2 separate regions of the Cricetulus griseus genome follow, and region 1 is linked to region 2. Evidence: chromatin contacts called from public Hi-C data. All regions are on one chromosome and are shown on one strand. The core of a region is the stretch at or near the end of the contact, and the rest is flanking DNA. Distances in the headings are between cores, read along the strand shown. Region 1 holds the start of Hsph1 (heat shock protein family H (Hsp110) member 1). Region 2 has its middle 70 kb from the start of Trnav-uac.

The links. Hi-C and Micro-C count contacts between places; a contact is called where the count stands out from the background.
Region 1: a Hi-C map of fibroblasts shows a contact between it and region 2, with 2.2 times the contacts expected there. The contact joins the promoter of Hsph1 here to the enhancer-like site in region 2. A contact is called at or near these places in 2 of 8 Hi-C or Micro-C datasets (the CHO-K1 cell line and fibroblasts).

What each region holds. Positions count from the first base shown.
Region 1 is chr4:85,427,399-85,432,148 of CriGri-PICRH-1.0, reverse strand. It overlaps Hsph1 (heat shock protein family H (Hsp110) member 1), which reads left to right and starts at 2,327. Exons shown (of 20, transcript NM_001246720.1): 1 at 2,327-2,460; 2 at 4,673-4,730. The coding sequence starts at 2,354.
Region 2 is chr4:85,334,754-85,339,534 of CriGri-PICRH-1.0, reverse strand. No RefSeq gene overlaps it. Among named protein-coding and RNA genes, the nearest start is that of Trnav-uac, 70 kb to the right of the region's middle. Within about 2 kb of position 2,309, at least 3 of the 6 cell types and tissues checked have open chromatin away from gene starts, as enhancers often do. A contact at or near this core is called in the CHO-K1 cell line and fibroblasts, where this site is marked.

The sequences.
Region 1 (4,750 bases), core at 1,078-3,577, 93 kb before region 2:
TAAGTAAAAGAGAATGAGGCTAACAGAAAGTGACAAGTGTTTAAAAAACAAATAGAGGGTTTCTTTTGGCCTCGTGTGACTTGTCTCGTTCTGTACAGAAGCAGATAAGTCTCGCTAGCTAAAGGGAAGACAGGAAGATGGCTTATCTCAGCCCCCACAACCAATAGGAGTTGAGACTTCAGTTCTGGCATTGAAACTTGCTTCAGCAATTTTTCTTACAGTGATCTACTGAATGCTCATTAGCACACTAGATGTTTTATTTACATCCAATCCTTCCAAACTCCCAGCAAGAATGGGTGTTATTGGCATTTTTACGGGTTTGCCCAGGATTACAGACATTAAGCACGATTACATAATAATTATACGGTTAGTGCTTTGTGCAAGTTTTTGATCATGACAAAATCCTGTGAGAGAGTACACAAGAAGAGCTGGTAATTACGAGTTCACACAGCTCACAAATTAATAAAGACAGCCAGAACACAAGCCCATGAAATCCAAATTTGGGTGCTGTATTTTATGTAATGCGTATCCGCAGTGAGTGCTAAGATTTGAACCTGACCCAGATCTGTCCAGGTCCACTTAGTTCTGCAGTTTCTCATATGAAGTGTGGGAGGTAGATCAAATAATTTATAGTTCCTCTTTGTTAAAAATAGCTATGATTCTGCCGATTTTAATAAAAGTTTTCATACACTAAAAAAAGTTGGGGTCATGGAAGTTTCAGACAAGAGATTCCTAACAAAAATGATTACATTAAACAGATGTCAAATTAAAATATGCAGCCGCCCCGAGATAACTTCTCCCATTTTAAATATGGTAGTTACGTGCAGCAGGTGAAATAACTAAAGTGGCAAGGCTAACCAACACCACAAGCATATACAATTTACTCTAATTTGTGTATAAGCCCCCGATTTAACCAACCGCACTTGTCTTGCTGGAGAAGTTTTTTAACCTTGGGTCCCAACTCTTTACTCAATTACACACTTGCTTAGCAGCATGCGTTTGAACTGCGCTTATTTCCATATCCTAGAGGTTATGGGGGTTCTCAGGCAAACTTTTAAGTGTTTACGTAAACGATACATAAGAACTGAAAGTAAGAGCAAGCGGCACCCCCCTCGCCTTCCTGCGTCTCTTTATAGAACTAAAACTCACTTTCCAAGGAAAGAAAACGAAAGCTTATATTAAACAAGTAAGAAACCACATTGATTTATATTAATGGTTAGGAGTGTCAGGGTTAAACTCAGTCGACATAAACTAGTACCCAAAATAAGCTAAAAGTGACACTACCCAGCAGCCTTCCAAATTGCATAGAAACCAAAAGGTGCTCGAAGCAGCAGCAGCACCACCACCACCACCACCACCTCTGGTGTTTTATTCTGCAAGAATCTTGCCAACAAACCGTACTACCTATTCGCGGCATACAACTGACGTTCCGAAATCGGAATTGATCAGTTGTCGAAATAACAGACAAGAGCGGAACAGAGTACAAAGGCAATGCCAAAGAAAGCGCGCGAATAGGCAGCCACCAGCTGGGCCTCCTCTTCTGAGCCCGCAAGACAAAGCCGGGTCCCGGCATGCACCGCGGCCCAGACTACATATCCCAGCATGCAAAGCGCCCAGGCCTCTCCGCTGGACTGCACTCCCCAGCATGCAAGGCGCTCGGGTCTCCCGGCCAAACTACGTTTCCCGGCATGCTCTCTGCCGACAGCAAGTCGGTGGCCCGAGAGGCCTGGGGTCTTGGAGCAGTGGGTTCCACTGTTCCACTGCTCCGCCCGTTCAGTAGTTCTTCGGTGTCTGGAACCAGACGCTGCCGCCCGGGGTCATCTCAAGAGCGGCAGGGGTTTCCAGCCCGTCATTTATCACCGGTGTCAACAGGAGCGCAAACTGTCCCCCGGATGGGGAGGGCGGGATGGAGGCCGAGCAAGCCCGATCTGCTGTAGCCAATGGCATCCGAGCGGCTGCCCTGTCACTATGGCAACGCGGGCCGCCCGCGGGGCGACCAGCGGTCCATTGGGTAGAATCTTTCTCGAAGGCTCGAGAAGAAGGAAGCGGAAGTGGCACGTGGAGGGGCCGGTGGAGGCGCCGGTGAGTAAATGCCGCAGATTCTGGAAAGTTCTCCTCAGTAGGCTACATAAGGCTGAGCGATTGGGACCTCCCCTTTTGGATTGGTAGCTGAGCGGCGCAGCGGCGGCGGCGGCGGCTGCGTGCGAGAGGGCGAGCAGCGAGCAGCGAGCGGCGGCGGCGGCAGAGACTGAGCGCAGTCTCGCGGCGTAAGCCTGAGGCATCTTCCCGGCCGGTCGGGAGCAGGAGGCGCACGCAGCGGACCCGAGGCGGAGGCTGACGGACGGGACCGGCCATGTCGGTGGTGGGACTAGACGTGGGCTCGCAGAGCTGCTACATCGCGGTGGCGCGGGCCGGGGGCATCGAGACCATCGCCAACGAGTTCAGCGACCGCTGCACCCCGTAAGTAGGAGCCCGGGAGGCCGGGGAGGGCTCGAGCTCGCCGCTTCTCGTGGGAGATGGTGCCCCGGGGATTCCGAGAACCGTGACACCGGGAGACCACCTGGCCTGAATTGGCCTTCCCGGGTCGCCTCCCGCCCCCCACCCAGCTTCTTCAACCTGGCACCGGCTCGCACCCCAGCAGGGATCTCCACTGAGCCTAAGCTGCTGAGCCTTTTCTTCCGCATGGTGAATCTCCAAATGACCTAGAAGGTTCCAGAGCCTGTGCGCGCTGCTGCTTGCCTAGGGAGCGGGTGGACTGTTGTTAGCGACCACGGAAACACTCTATGGTAGAGGAATCCACCGCCTCTGCTTTTCATCTGCTCTCGGTTTGCTAATGTTGCCCTAGTGCCCTGAATCGCTTTTTGGAAGAGTCCTTTTTAAAAGGCTCGGCGTGAAAGCCGTTCATGAGTTTCCAGACCGATTGTTTATTTTGCACAGTTTAGAATAAGCACTACAAATTTCATATTGTTGTTGCTAACACGCCGCTGTGGAAGCACTCTGTGGGAAAGATGGATTTTTTTTTTTTTTTTTTGTCTAAGAATTAAATAGTATGCAGCACCGTGGGTGGGCAAACGGAAGCATGGTAAAAAAGCAACTTTTTGAGGGGGTTAGTTTCTGAAGGTTACACAGGCAAGTAGGCCTGCATGTGCAGCCAATGACAGCAGCTGCTTGCTTTTATAGGCAATTATTGTAGGTCTTTATTTTTTTTTCATGTGCAGAGTTAAAGATTATTAAACATGGAACCTGAAGGTAAAATCATTCTAACCTTAGGTTACTTATGTGTAGAGGAGCATTTATGAGAGAGAGTAGGAAATAAGCTTTGCTGGTAACTTATCTGAGCAATGCAACTGCTCCTGTCTACCTCTTTACAAAGCCATGATGGTCGGTTCTTTGGTGGTTAGTAGGAAAGATGCCAGCCTTCCGTGCTTCTCTATGCTCAGGGTGCTTCTGTGCTTCTTTATTCTCTGTTATTTTTTGTTTTTGTTTTTGTTTTGTTTTGTTTTGTTTTAAATCGGCTCAGAGGAAGGCGGCGGAGATGCTTGAGTTGGTGTGTTGACCAGAATTTTCGAGTGATGTATTACTGTTAAAGCACAGGGTTAACGACTGAATTGGCTATTGATTCCTGTTACAGTCAGTTAATTGACTTGGAAAATGAGAAGATCAAGTGTCTAATCTCTCAGCTCGGAATCACAGGATTTGTAGACTGCACCTTAAAAGGTCCAGCCTTTGCTTGAGGATTCCTGGCTTTTAGGGTGACATTTAGTACCCGCTAAGACCTCAAGCTCCAAGATGATTCGGTTACAGCAAATTTAAATGTCCTCGGTATAGTCCCGTTTTACTCATCCCATTTACCCACGTAGGAGTGACTGAACCAAAATTAGATTAGGTTTGGATTAGTAATGCACAGTAGATTACGCCTCTAATCCAAAACCTTAATCACCGCCTCCTCCTCACAAGACCTCTCCATCTTGTCTCTGTTCTGTTACTATGCATTCCCTTCCCATGGCTGAGGAAAGTGCCTGTCACTCTTCATCTGGTCAAAGTGTGTCTAATGTGACGAATTGGTCACTCCTTTACCTGAGCATTTATACTTCAGTCTGCAGTGACTTCGGTTCTATGTTGTCTTCTTATTTGACCTTCTTTAGTAGAATCTTCCAGATGGGAGCCTCGTCTGTATGCTTTAAACCCCACAGGCAATACCATAGACCTCTTCAAGTTACATAAAACCTTTTAAATTCTAGAGCAGGTGGTAGATCAGGACAAAAATAAGAAGTGGCGGTGACATTTAGGATTGTATGAAGCTGATGATAGAGGTACAGTTACATTGTACTTTTTGTTGGTTGTGCATAATGCCAAGTTTAATAACACTTAAGTTGAGAGCTTTTCAGTTCCATGTCTTTTGTGACCTGATGACACTGTACTAGCACTTAATAAGGTATTGAGCAAGAATTCCCGAACTGCAAGCAGAAGCAGGGCTAACACTTGGACTCAATTGTCAGAGCTGTGGCTTTAAATTATTAATGCCCCAGACCAAGTTTTGAGTATCTGGTGAAAGTTGTAAGCTGCAGAATTCTGTTTTGTTTTGTATTGGGATTTTCCTCTTGTCAGTTTAGAAATGGCCACATGTGTGCTTTTGGACAAATGTGAAATGTTTGTTTTCTGTTACTTCTAGGTCAGTCATATCATTTGGACCAAAAAACAGAACAATTGGAGTTGCAGCCAAAAATCAGGTATGTTCTTGAAGAGAATG
Region 2 (4,781 bases), core at 1,060-3,559:
AAATCCTCGCCCCACCCCACCTCTCCTAACCCACGCCAAAGCATTATATTCTTACTGTACACCCCTCCCTTGGCCAGCTGGCATCTCTCCCTGTCCCACCCCTGACACTCAAGACAACTCTACTTCTTGTACATTTGAATGCCACTTCTCACCTCAGCACCTCTTGGCCCTTGGCTTCTGCAAGGGCCTCACTTATCTCAGCTCCTGTCTTATGTTACAGTTTGAGTCTTGGACATTTGCAGATCTCTCCCAACACTCTGAGTCCTTGCAGGACTTGGTTTATACCACAGCATTGTCTTCCTTAAACCAATGATGTCCATGTATGTGTGGATCCCATGAGCCCTTGTATTTGTTTGTCTTCTGAAAGGCTTTGATTGTAGAGCACATTTATTGCACTATTTTTACACCCCGCCCCCATGGGCCTAGTTAAGCCCTGAGCACATAATACATCTTGGACACACAGGCTCACAGATTTGAGCTTCTGGCTTCCAGGCTTAATAATAACATGACCTCAGAAGAGCAATTTATGGAAGCAACAGTCACTGAGATCATTGGTCCTGGTAAATGACAGTTGATAATCCATATCAGGACAAAGTGACCGGCGACCTTCTGACAAGAAGTGGGCTCAGCCTCCATGGGCTCCTTCCTTCTCTTTCCTCTTTTGGAAAAGGAAAACCCAGATCAGATCAGACCCTTGAGAACTCATTGCTATTCTGAAGTCATGTTGCTTCCAGCTCTTCTTCCAACCACCCCAGGGGCCTTGTGACATTACCTGCTAATGATTCTAACTGATCTTCCCAAACAGAGAGGCACCAGCTGTCAACCAACAGCCTTCCCTCTGCAGAGAGCTGAGGCCCCCTTCTCTGTGGAGCCAGCACACCCCCCCCACCCCTCCATCAGGTCCCTGGGTGCATTTCTGCAGGGTAATATTTACAGTGCTGGATGGCTGGGCCCTGTGGAGCTTAATGGGATCCTTAATAAAGGCAGGCTTCATTAAGACAGAGAGTGCGGGCGATGTGCCCTTGCTTTGGAGGAGAGGACAATCCAGCACAAGACGAATGCTCTCCCTTGGCTTGGAAATCATGTGGGTCAAGTGCCTTGTCACGCATTAACGGCCCTTTAAGTTGCTAGGCAGATGAAGAGGAGCAACACAGACAAACCAAGGCGGAGGAATTATGCCATCCATCCTGATAGCATAAATACTGCGACACAGAGCCGCCTTTAAACAAAGTGATTTGCTAAACGAGTGGCTGGCGATTTTCCAGATGGCCAGTGTGACACAGGCTTGGATGAATCCTCTCTTCAATCATGCATTTGTGGGGACTGAAACATGAAAGGCCAGGTTACAGCCATTGCAGTGGCTGCAGCGGCTTCAAAACCCTTACATAAAACCCTCCTGGTGTGGCCCTTGAGGCAGCAGGAGTGGGAACCCTGGCATGGAGCTTGGGATGCCACAGGACAGCTGCTTCTTACCCAGATGACAGCCAGCTCAGAACAGGGTTTCTCTGTGCCTACCATGTCACTTCACACACCACCAGGTCTCTGGAATTCTTAGTACCAGATGAAGCTGTAGTAGAGGCTAAGAAGCAGAAATGCTAGTGTGTCCTATGCCATCATTTTAAATATGAATTATTTTAAATGGCTTAAAAATCACTTACCTAGGTTTTGTCGTCACCCTCCTCTCCCCAGTACTGGGGACTGAACCCAGGACCTTGAACATGCTAGGCAAGCATTCTAGCATTGAGGTACACCCCAGACCCTCTAGGTCAGTTTATAAATAGCCAAGATAGGCAGAAATATTCATCTTAATTTTAATGTAGATTTAATATAAGATTTAAGGAAAATCTTAATTTTCAAACCACAGCCTCTCTCTGCTGTACCTTCCTCCCACTAAATTTTATCTCAGCTTGAGGACTCTGCTAATGATGGTAATTATTCAGCCCTGGGACCTTAGGGTCTATGGAACACATTGACTCATTGAAATCGGGTCATTTGGAGACGGCAAAGGGGCATTGGCCCCACTGTAATATAATGGGCAACAATAGGGACAAAAAAAATAAAAGCAAAAAAACCCTTTCTGACTGGTTTCACCCCCACGAAAGTTTGATGTGGATTGATGGAGTTCTTCAGCAGCCCCTGGAATTTCTATTTAGTTGCTGGGCAGTCCAGCCCCACCCCATGACAGAACCCACTGGCCAGACAGCAGCTTTCCCCTCCGCACTGCGCCTCGGCATTAGTTCATTTCTGACTCAAGAGGAAAAGTTTAACATGATGAGTCATCGGTAGAAGCTTCTGTGGCATGCTGGGGAAAACTACAGTTTGCTGAGGAAGAAACCCGAAGCACCCTGTGGACTGTGGCTTCAGATCTACACTGGGTGGAAAATTTTGTCGATTGAATTGTTTCCTGTGTACACATGAACACTTTCTCACTGACGGTCACTTCTCTTAGAAGTTTTCCTATCGTGGAGCTCACTGACCCGCAGTCAGCCTGATGTGAACAAGGGCACTGGACAGAGCTGTTGGGGAGGGGGACAGCATGATTCCCTGACTGTCACCCAGAGATCGTGATCTGTGGTCATATCACCTGACCATGCACAATCTCTTCAGATACCATGCTTTTCCTGACTATTCTGTGGCCAGGTTCTTCAACAAGGTCACAAATCCCCAAACACTAACTGAGGGATGATGCTCACAAAGCACCCTTGCTGAAGTACTGCCATTGGTTTAGGGCTGGTGAGCTGGCTCGTCATGCAAAGGCACTTGCCACGAGCCTGACAGCCTGAATTTTGATCCCTGTGCCCCATATGGTGGAAGGAGAAAACTGACCTCTGTCAATTGTACACACACACACACACACACACACACACTCAAGATTAATAAAAATGTAATAAGAAGTAGATTTCAGGACTGGAGAGATGGCTCAGTGATTAAGTGGGCAACAATGGACACCATCCCCCCAAAAAATCCAAAACCCTTCCTGACTGGTTTCACCCCCAGTTTGATCTGGATTGATGGAATTCTTCAGCATATTGCCTTTTCCAGAGGATCCAAGTTCAGTTCCCAGCACCCACACTAGGCAGCTCACAACCACCTGTAACTCCAACTCCAGGGGATCTGATGCCCTCTTCTGGCCTCTGTGGATACCTGCACTCATGTGTCCATGCTCTCACAGAGACACACATAATTAAAAGTAGCAAATTAAGTCTTTAAAGAATAAGTGGATCCCTTATTAAGCGTCCCGTGACACACCAGAGAACTGCTGGAAAGCCATCTTTTAAGGCATCATGAATCTTAGCTCAAGCTGCAGACATCTCAAGGACAGTCACTCATGGGACAGCCTTCACAAGCATAGTGATAAACAAGGTCCCCAGTCACAAATGTGGCTTCCCTTATGCTAAGTATGACTGGGTCCCTGGTGCCATGGATACAGGATAATAAAGAACTATGCAAATTGTGAAGCCTCCGAAATCTGCCAGAGCAGGGTTAGGAGACAGATTAGATGACAAAGTAGGCACAGTTAGTGCTTCTGTCCTACAAATAATCTTGTTTCTCTTTCACATAACCCCGAAGCTTAGCGAAATGCCAACCTGAGATATTTAGCACTACATTCATTTTAAACCCTTTCCCAGACTAAGGAAAAAAAATTGTTTTTGAAATGATCATCAAAAGAGGTCTTAATATGGTTGGAAAATGCCACGACTTTTCAACATTCAAATACAGCTCCACAAAGTCACCGTGACTGACATTTTATTCCATCTCTGAGCTGTTAATTAAGAAGCACAGATATGAGCAGCAGAGATGAAATCAACAGAAGCTGCAAGCCATTCTTAAAATAAAACGCCACTCGGATTTGCTTAGATCCTAAACCAATACACACACTGGGTGCCTATCATGTCATTCACATGGAGTCCACTAGGGGGCAGTGGATGATTGTGTCTCAAGCAGGAGGGCGTTTGTGCCGGCTACTATCTATGCACCTGAAGTGTGGCAGGCGCTTCACACAATGATCAGAGCTGCAGTGGTGACAGGTAAGGAGCAACCAGTCATCGCTCCCAGCGCGTCTGTCAGAAGGATAAGGTGAAATGGGTCATTTGCATTTTCAGCAATGAACTTGCATTCTAATGAGCCGAGAGTGATGCCTGGACCTGTCCTGGCTTTCCTCTTCAGCTTGTGCAGGAAGGCAATAAATAGGCCTGACCATACCCAGGAAAGCATCCAAGCAGAGGCAGAGGCAGAGGCAGAGGCAGAGGCAGAGGCAGGGACCTCCACTCACAGGAGCTGGCCACCACTGGACACCATGGTCACAGAGAGGCTTTCCTCCGCCACGAAGTCTCTGCCAGCTTCCATTTGGGGAATTCCAGCCTGGAGGCTGTGTGGCACAAATTCGAGACATCTTTCCTGAACTAGTCTGTATGAACGGTACCCCCGAGAGTGGGGCAACACATTGCTTGTCCCCTCTTCCAGCATGTGGACCTTGGGTTGTAGATCTCTATAGGATTAAATGACCCCTTCTGTGATCTCTCCTACGAAAAATCACTGCATGGAAACATTTCAAGAAGCAGAGAGGGACAGCATCTGAGTGAGACTGGGAAGGGAAGCCAGTTGCAATTCTATGCCTGCTCCATTCCCTCCTGTCCTGTCTAAATTGGGAAGAGTATCCAGTCATGGTTTGTGTGTGCATCACTCAGTCTCCTCTGCTGGAGGAATCTGCATTTAAGCCTTATGCAGGTGAAAGATTTCTCCATCTTGGATGAGTGAAGCCCCTCCCCCCTTTTCCCTAG